2 separate regions of the Mus musculus genome follow, and region 1 is linked to region 2. Evidence: chromatin contacts called from public HiChIP or PLAC-seq data. All regions are on one chromosome and are shown on one strand. Each heading gives the region's core, a stretch centred on a gene start, on an enhancer-like site or on the middle of the called end of the contact. The rest is flanking DNA. Distances are from core to core; before and after follow the strand shown. Region 1 has its middle 160 kb from the start of Icos. Region 2 holds the start of Icos (inducible T cell co-stimulator).

Evidence for each region. HiChIP or PLAC-seq counts read pairs in DNA pulled down with a chosen protein or histone mark.
Region 1: a BATF HiChIP or PLAC-seq map of CD8 T cells shows a contact between it and region 2, with 23 read pairs. The contact joins the enhancer-like site here to the promoter of Icos in region 2. A contact is called at or near these places in 1 of 15 datasets of contacts at CTCF or cohesin (CD8 T cells), 10 of 484 Hi-C or Micro-C datasets (CD4 T cells, CD8 T cells, Th1 cells and 4 more), 2 of 115 datasets of contacts at active chromatin or transcription factors (CD8 T cells and regulatory T cells) and 1 of 9 other capture datasets (pancreatic islet).

What each region holds. Positions count from the first base shown.
Region 1 is chr1:61,138,069-61,142,787 of GRCm38.p6, reverse strand. No RefSeq gene overlaps it. Among named protein-coding and RNA genes, the nearest start is that of Icos, 160 kb to the right of the region's middle. Within about 2 kb of position 3,332, at least 74 of the 459 cell types and tissues checked have an H3K27ac peak or open chromatin away from gene starts, as enhancers often do. A contact at or near this core is called in CD8 T cells, Th1 cells, Th17 cells and 1 more, where this site is marked.
Region 2 is chr1:60,975,514-60,980,383 of GRCm38.p6, reverse strand. Icos (inducible T cell co-stimulator) reads right to left here and starts at 2,470. Exons shown (of 5, transcript NM_017480.2): 1 at 2,368-2,470. The coding sequence starts at 2,425.

The DNA of each region.
Region 1 (4,719 bases), core at 2,083-4,582, 160 kb before region 2:
CACCCCCACCCCACCATGCTAGCTCTGGGTGAAAGCACCCAACCGTAGTGTTTAGTTTGTTAATTACTTTAAAGAACAAAAAGAAATGCTAATTTTCATCTAAATCTCTCAGCCTGTCTTCCTCTGAGCTAATAGCCTTCAAATCTGTTTTGTTTTTGCTTCTGTCATACACGAGTAACTTTAGTTCCAAATATTGCTACAATGTAGCTATTTGACACCTCTTAACTTGGGGTTATTAGCGCTCTTTCCAAAGAGAATATCATGGTTTTCTCCTAAATGAAACAAAGGATCCTGGCAAAGCAACCTTCCCAAATTTCTACTCCGAAACAGGTAGAGATAGCCAGAAAGCCCTTGCCTATTAATTTCATCAGGAAAGGGGAAAAAGTCTTCCCAGAGAGCTGCTGGCAGTTTCTAGAATCCCCTGAATTCTGAAGAAGAAAATTGTCCCTCTGCTTCCTAGAGGAGCAAACGGTCCACCAACTTTCAATCACAGTTGCTTGTCTCACCCCAACCACAGCCCGCTTATTGCTAAATATTTTCTCAAACCTCAAAGCAGTCAACAGGATTCTCTGTGGTGTAAAGCCAAACAAAAACACCCCAAAGTTCAGACGCAGTCACCAGACAAAAATTTGCTATGAACAAGCAGAAATAAGTTGTTAATGGATCCCATATGTGGCCGCCGATGCAAGTTTACGAGAACTTCCAAGAGATTTCTGAAGAGGGTCTGGTAGCCCAGAGGAAGAGCAAACACCCGTTTCCCTGTCACACAGGACAGTTAATACTCAGCCCACGGGTTCCCCGGATTTTCCCTGGTAAACACTGGGAAATTTCTGACTGCAATATTTGCTTTGTCAGGGGCTCACCACAACATGTGGTCCCCCAGGGAAAGTATTTAAAGATTTGACCTCCTTCCTCATAGCATAGACCCATCAGCCCTGGGAGTCTCTTGCTTGGAATTCCACGTATCCCTTTTGACTGGCAAAAGGTAGGAGCAGGGCAATTTTCTTCACCCAGAAAAAAAATGGTGTGCATTCCAAAATAACTCTTTTCTTCAAAGACCCATTCCCTCCTTCTCTGGGGAGTGAGTGAGTTTCCTCACCCATATTTCAGAGTCACATTGAACAGTTTAGCAACACGAATACTCTTCTGAGCAACACACATGGCTGAGGACATGTGAGAGATTTGTTGTTGTTTGTTCCATGGGTGGCTGTCAGAGCGAGGCAGGGCAGCTGGGGTTGGGGCGGAATGTTTGTGGGGGCGGGGGAGTTAAATGCCTGCCTCTCTCTCCTTGTTATTGTTTTCTTTCCCCTTGTGTGTGTCATGAACTCTGACCTACTGGATGGGGGGGGGGAGTTGGAGTGGATCTCTCTCTCCTTTTGTTAATGGGATGTGGGATGGCTTCTGTGAGGAAACCACTAGAATGTTCTTGTGGGTTTTGAAGATGACCAAAAGGGTCTTGGAAATAAGTCTGTGGGATCTCTGGAAGGTTGCTCCAACCACTTCCTCTCCTCCTTCTAGCAGGAGAATGGAAAACTCCAGAGCCAATAGGGGCAATTTATAAAAGGGCCCTGCCTGGTACGTGGCTGCTTTTGGACAAAATGTCCCAATTAACCAAGAGCACACAAAACACGCAGGCTGACAACAGAAACTGGAAGGGCCCTGGGAAGTTCCCAGAGCCTTTGAGTTGTTCCGCACAGTGAGATGTGTCTACCCCAGGCAGGCTCACGAGCCTCCCAGCTGCCTGAGGCCAGTTGGAGGGAAGTTGAAATGTTCAACCTGTGAGGAGTCAGCGGGATCTTGGAGATAATGGAGCATTCAGTTTGACATCCCAAACTGGTGTATCCGGGAAGAGCAGGGCTCTTGCTGGGATGGGAGACAGTAATTGTTTTTTAGCATGACAGATAAGACACTCTGGCTTCTGCAGATCCCTTACAACTGGGAAACAACTGTTCTCAATGTCGATACTAAGATACTAAGTATTTAAATGTGGGCTTTCGGAGGAAGGCTTCCTTTCTCCCTGCCTGCCTGCCTGCTGTTCCTGCAGGACTACTTTCGAGTACGAATGTCCTTCTCTCACAGTTTTACACTCAAGTAGTACAAACATAGCCAATCTTAGGAGGATTTGAATATAATTAAATCAGTCCATTAAACTGGTAAGTGTGTGTGTGTGTGTGTGTGTGTGTGTGTGTGTGTGTGTGCTCACGCGCGCCCCCCACCCCCACCCCGTGCCTATCTTGAGGCCAAAGGTCAACCCAGGGTATCATTCCTCAGCAACTTTCTATCTCATTTTGGCCTGGAACTTGTCAATTAGACTAAGCTGGTTGGTCAGTCAGTACCAGGGTCCTCCTGTCTCTACCTCCACAGTGCAGGGATTAAGGGCACTGAAGCCTCTCCCCAGCCCTCAGCCCATCACTAAGAACCTTCTGAGGGATTATAGGGACCAGCCTGTGACTGGACTGGGTTCCGTGACTGGCGGATAATAAACTCTAAGAGTGCAATTCGAGAATTGCAAAGGAGCAAGAAGGCAGAAGCTAGTGAAAGACGTTATGTGATGGCAATTATAAACAGACTGTTCCCTCTGAGGTTGTACACAGAGCAGTCCCTCCTTGGGTGTTCCCATTGCCAGCTGCAGTCAAGTGGATCCACAGATGTACTATCCTTAAGCGGGAACCCATCTCCCCCAACCCCACCCCCACCCCCCGGCAGTGCAGATCCCACCTGGTGATCACCCTCTATAGTGATCCATCTAGTATCTCACTAGCTGGGCTGACAAATATTTAACCTACAGGGAAGGACATTTAAGGAGATACATCTCTAGCTTCTCCTCCTCGAGACCCAAATGAGATTCTTGAAAACATCAGACAAAACAGTTCTCAGAATAACGTTGCCTTCAGAGAGGGATTTCCCCCTCTATTTCCCCTCCCACTTTTGTAGAGTCCAGCTGTCTTTCTCACCCCCCACATCTCTACCTCCACCCCTCCCCAGCAAACTCTGGAAAAACAGTAGTAACTAACATTTGTGCCTTTGGCAATAAAACCACAGGCCTTGCAAACCCCAAATGGCAAAAAGACATTTCCATTCCAATCCCAGTTTTAAATTAAACTGTAATGAAAAATCAGCAGTGGCAGCTGGGACCAGAGACACTGATTGTCTCTAGGAACAAAAAGGAGGGGTGCGGGGCCGGGGATAGGAGAAAGAAAAGAGACCGCAAGTCAGCCTCGCTCTGGCAATAAAGCATCTGGTAAACCTTCAAGTATAAAGAAATTAGAAAAACAAATCTACTACTGAGACAAGCCAAGATGGCTGTTTCCCTCCGCAATCACAGCGAGGCGGATCACAAATCACCCTCCACTTTATCAATGGACAAGGAGGGTGAGGGGAGGCGAAAGAAATGCGCAGGCCTGTAGTGACACCTGGAGGAAGATGAGGGTAATTCTTTGGGGGGGGCGCTTCCCCGCCCCCACTCTCGCAGGGTCTGCGGATTTAGGCTCTTTCAGGAACCCCAAGCATCAAGGAGACCCCTCAGGGCTTCAAGGGAAAATAAGAGGGGCATCACTGCCTTCTTATTCTTTACATATGAACAAATTGCTTTTAGGAAAAGAACATCGACTTCAACTGGAGTTTTCCACCCAGTAATTTGAGTACTTGAGTAAACTGAACCCAATCCCGCTGTTTTAACTTTTTTTTTTTTTAAATTCAAAATCAGAATGAGATGAGATGAGCTCCGGTCTAGAAAATTTTTATTTTATAGCTTTCCAAAACTTGCAAATTCTATAGATCCTCCAGTATATACTTTCTATTTTCTGAATATCTGTGATGGGAAGAATAGAGGGTGGGGAGAATCTGTACTAACTGTACGAACCAAAGATGCTCCCAAGAGAAGGGGTTCTGAACTGGAGAGTGAGTGGGTTTGTGATAAATACAAATTCAGGACTGTGAAACCCGTGTTATAGCCTTATTTTGTTCTCAGGAGTTTTGTGTGATCTTTTGAAATTGGTAACAGTTTTCTAAAAGCCACAAAATACACGTAGGCGGTCACATGACTGTAGATATTCACAGAACAACCATGGGTAGATAGCTTGGAGCAGGGATGACAGATATCCCTCGATCCTTCCGGGAATTCTCCCACAGAGAAAAATAATCAGATAAAACTTACAATGTGATTGCCTGTTTATACATCTGAAGAAATTTCTTTATAGAAAGAACAGTTGCTGTGACCAGAAATATACAAGAACATTAAAAAACAAAAAGTATGGCCTGGCCTGGCATGGTGGTGTCCAGGGGTGGGGTGGGGTAAAGGGGGCGGGAGGAGCAGAGGCCTATGGATCTCCGAATGTTCCAGGAGAGCCAGAGCTACTTAGCCCTATCTCAAAACTGTACCAGAAAAGAGGTCAGAAGCAGCATGAAGCAACAGTGTAAAAGGAATCTAGTATTTAAGTGGAACGCCCTGCAGAAAGCTCCAATTGTTTATTTTACCTAATTAATGTTGGTTTTAATGCACCTGGTATGTAGCGCCGAGCGTGGGCACACAAACTCTGGGTAGCACCTTAGTGGAAATTCCACTTGCTCACTCGCTCCACCCTGGAAGCCTGAACTAACAACCCATCATCCCCGGTGGATCACACCACACACACCCATCCCAACTCCACCCCTACCCCGCAACTATCGTAGATCTGGCTAATGGATGCAACACCCAGCAGATCCGGCTAACACGTATTG
Region 2 (4,870 bases), core at 1,221-3,720:
TCTCAACCTTCTTAATTCTCAATCTTCTTAATTTGTGTTGTTCACAAATCTTCAATGGAGCTGGGCACATTGGGCTTCTACCAATGGTTCTGCCACTAAGTGTTGTGTGACAAATCACTTAGCCTTCCCTGGTTTATGAGTCTTTATCAGTACTGCCTGAGGGCAAGAATCCCTGTATCATTTTGTCAAGACAGAGCCAAGAGTTAGAAACACTAAAAGTGTTATAACTACCCATGAGTGTTTAGTTTCCTGCAGTTTGGTTCTGTTTATAGCTATGAAATTAGGAGTTCCTGGGTGTGTGTGACCTAGGGCAACGTTTAATATGATGATCATTGGCATGTTTATTACCCCTGTTTACCTGTCATTGGAAAATGGCATTCTACATAACACAGTTTTTTTTGTGTCATAAGACTAACGAACATTGGTTTTTACTCACTAAGGATCTCAGGTGACTATTCCAGAAGATCTTATTGATCAGCTTAGCTTGGCAACTCATGAGAATCCTACAGCTGAATCCATCCCTCTACAGAAATGACACCACTGTTGATACAAGTCTTTTGAGTACAGCACCACCACCACAACTACCCGAATGGGTTTGGGATACAGAAAACTTTTGATGCATCCCAAACCAACCATGCAATAACTTGTACAAATGTTCTTGGAAGAAATTCCAAACTCTTTAGCATGGCCCTGTGGGCTGAGAAGTCTGACCACTGACTTCTTTCTTAGCCTCATCTGGCATCATGCCCAGCTTCCCTTCCTCCCTGTGCTCAGCCACATCAGCCCTCTGACCTTCCTTGAAAACTACAGATCCTTTGGATTGACTTTCCATTGAATTGTCTTTCCTCTCTTGACACTGCTCTTCCCACTGATTCCTATCTGTCCTTCCAATTTCAACTCAAGCGTCATTTCCACAGAACAGTCTGTATGGCTCTAGCTACACACACACACACCTCCCTGTCTGACCTGGATCCTTGGTGCCCTCTCTTGCCATCAATTCATACGATTGTTTGATTCATGTCTCTTTCACTAGTACTCAGCTAGTCTCAGCAGAGTGGGCCTGCCTGGTCTTGCTCACCACTGTTTATACAATAGCCAGCCCAGCATCTCCTGCATGGCAAGTGTCCAGTGATGCGTGAATGAACGGATGAGTGGATGAGTAAATGAGTGGATCTCCCTGCCATGGTTTTTCTTGTTTCACGTATGCTGCTAAGCTTTTCAGGGGGGTTGTAAAACTAGCGTGCAGAGTAGAAAACACATCTGGCCCAGAGCTGTTCTTAGTACTTCTTCCAGGTAAATACAACAAGGTCTTCGCTCTTCATCCTTCTTAAGAACATTTGAGTGCCTTTGAAACAGCACAATACTAAATGTTTAATAAATCCAATTTTAGGTTTGACTTCTTTTTGGAGAGAAAAGTAATGTCTCCTTCTTTCTACCACTGAAAAAAATGCATTTCCAGATGGACTTATACCACTGAGCATTCTGCTTTTGCTTCTCCTATTAAAGGCATTTCCCACCACTTAATGTTTCACTTCACTTATCCCAATTTCAAGAACAGTATGTAAGTGCATATAATAAGAAGCAGCAAAAGACTGTATGTAATTACTTACACTGCACATGACCCTCTTTAAACTTCTCATGTAGAGTCTGATAAATGTCACCCACGAAAAAGAGTCAAAGATTCCAGAATGTTTAAGGTCTAGAGGGACTAGTGAATGCTGTCAGTCATTTTCTCCCCCTTTTTACATTTGGGGTGATCTTCATATCTAGTGTCTAAAAGCCTTATAAGATAAGCCAGGATTGGTATGGCTCTGTCTTGAAAAACAAAACAATCAAAAATAAAAAGCAACAAAACAAAACAAAAACCACCAACCCTATGGCAGACTGTACATTTAAGACTTAGGACCAACCAGGTAAGAGTAAAGTCAAAATTTTCCTTTTGGAAGTCATCCACTTTTTTCTCTACTATAGAAGGATTTCCAGGGCTATTCAATTTCTATTCTTTTGACACAAATAATCTTGCCTTTCATCTTTCTCTAAAAAGAGTGAGCTACTCTCCTACTTTATACACTGTCAGGTAACTTTGAACAAGTAATTTAAAATTTTAATGGTCTGTTGAAATGTACTTTTTCATGTTAAAACACAGTATCAAAAGAAGCACTGACATCCACGCTGACCGGGCATGACGCCCTGAGCCGTGAGCTTCAGTGCCTCTGAAACTGTCTGTGCTTGTTAAAAACAAAATAAAATAAAATAAAATAAAATAAAATAAAATCATTTTCCATTTTTACTTAATTTTTCTACTTCAGATTTTTCTTAATGTTCTCTTGAAGTAGAACTCAATAAGAGCTATGGATGGCCACTCACCTGTTAAAAGTCTGATTAGGAAGCAGAAGACAAAGACACGGCAGAAGTACGGCTTCATGTCTGCCAGGAGCAGTTGCAGTCTTCTCCTCCAGTGCTCAAAAGTGTCAGTGAAGTCGTGATCTCAGTTGTTTTCAGTTTTCTGGAGAGGAAGTGGGTTTGTGGAGGTTGATGTGGTGTCACATTTATCATCCACTTCTACTTGGAGAGCTATCACAGCGCCTCCTGCATGGCAAGTACCCGGTGATGTATGAATGGATAGATGCGTAAATGAATGACTAGATGGATGAATGTGTGAATGAATACATGGATGTGTGAATAAATGGATGGATGGATGGATGGATGGATGAATGGATGAATGGATAGATGGATGCATGCATGTATGAATGAGTGAATGGATGGATGTGAGAATGGAAGGATGAATGGATGCATGTATGTATGTATGTATGTATGTATGGATGGATGGATGGATGGATGGATGGATTTCATTTTCAAAGCTATTTATGTGTCATTTGTGCTTCTAGGGACTTCATGGACCATTCATATCACTGCTGGGTGGAAAGCATTACCGTTTGTAGGGTGGATGCTTAATTCACAGATTTTTGTTGATCATGAAGGCAGGAAGAAAATGTGACCCTCTTTCTGGTTAGAAACACAAAGCCCATCATTTTCAGAAGCAATTCATTCAGATCTCTATATCAATAGCTACTGGGGACTGCAGGATCCAACACAAATTATGAATAAGGCATATTTTGACACATTTGTCAGGGCTATTTACTCCAGAGATGTAAGGCCTTTGAAATAGGACAGAAAATAAATGAAAGTTTTTAAGAAAATGACATTTTAAAACATCTGAAAGAGGAATATTCCTGGAATATGAGAAATAATATTTATATGGTGTTCATTGTAGATTATGATTTTATAAATGATAGGGTCAGGTTTAAAGTGACTTAACCCCTTTTCTCTAAGTTACAGTCATCTGTAGAAACTCGAGAGTCTGTCTGCATGTATGGTGCAAATGAAGCAAGAAAGCTAAGATGCCTGATAAAAATCTCTGTCTCTGCAGAAAGAGAAAAAAGACAGTAGCAATGGCAATAATGCAAATAATTTATTTACAGCCACCTAAATTTTATATGAAATATATCTTAATTAATTATATATAATATTATATATAATATAATATAATATAATATAATATAATATATATGTGGTATATATATTATATATATATATATATATATATATATATATATATATATATATATGATATATATAATTTAAAGGTAAAGAGGATGAGAAATGGCTCAGTGGGTAAAAGCACTTGCTGTCAAACATAAGGACCTGAGTTCAAATCCTTAACAACCTTGCAAAACCTGGGTGTGGTTGTGCATGCCTGTAACCACAGAACACCACAGGAGGGCAGACAGGAGGATCCTCAGAGCTCACTTGTCAGTCAGCCTAAGCAAAATGGTGAGTGTCAGGTTCCATGAGAGACCCTGTCTCAAGGAACAGCAGGAAGAATGATAGAGGAAGGTGCCCAGTGTCCTCTTCTGGCCTCTCAATGACTGCTCATAGACTACACACAACACATGGATACTACACACCATACCACACACACACACACACACACACACACACTTCAATGTAGAATAACAAATGGCTTACTTTGTATAGAGAATACCAAATACTATGAATATAGTTAATAGTATGCTTAAATTGTTTTAATGGACTTTTTGTGTGCATACATATTCATATTATTCTATGCATATTGTTATTTACTTTATGAATCGTGGGCCACTATTTTCCTCATCTCAGAAATAGGGAAAAATGAGGCAAAGAAAAGTAAAAGGCCTGGCCTCGCCCAAGCCCTATAGGAAGTGGCTGTGCTGGCATTTGAAGAGTCTAGTTCTCAAGTGCCCACTCTTAACTAACCAGAAAGAGTCATTCATGCCAAGGCCTGCCACTAAGATGTAGCTGAGGTCTCCTGTGACTGCCTCAGTTCTAGCCTGTCCTCAATGAGGCATGTGTAAGTGACTTACACTTTTTAGTGTGGGTCCCTTCCCCTTACTATGTACAGAGAGCTAGCTCCTACGTCACGAGTATAGTGCTCTCGTGAACACCAAGGGGCCCCAATTCTAGAGCTCAGAAACATTTCATGAGGAAGGTTGGAGGTCACATGCAGATGATGAGAACCTGAAATATTTCTAATACATTCACTCATTCTTCAAGTCTCCCAACAATTCTACCAAGAAGATCTCCTCATCCTCTCTGGGTCATTTATGAGAAACTGAGAGTTGGAGAGGTTGTGTGATTAACCCAGGGTCACATGGGGTACAATGGGTACTGGTCAAACTCAGCACAGTGGAACTTCAGGTTCTACACTTTACACTGCCATCACACACACTGATGCTGGCCCCTGTTCATCTGGCCAGAAATTCCTGGTCATGTTTTTACTGAGAAAAGTCCTAAACTCTCCCTCTTCTTAGTTTGTTCTTAGTTGAGCTTT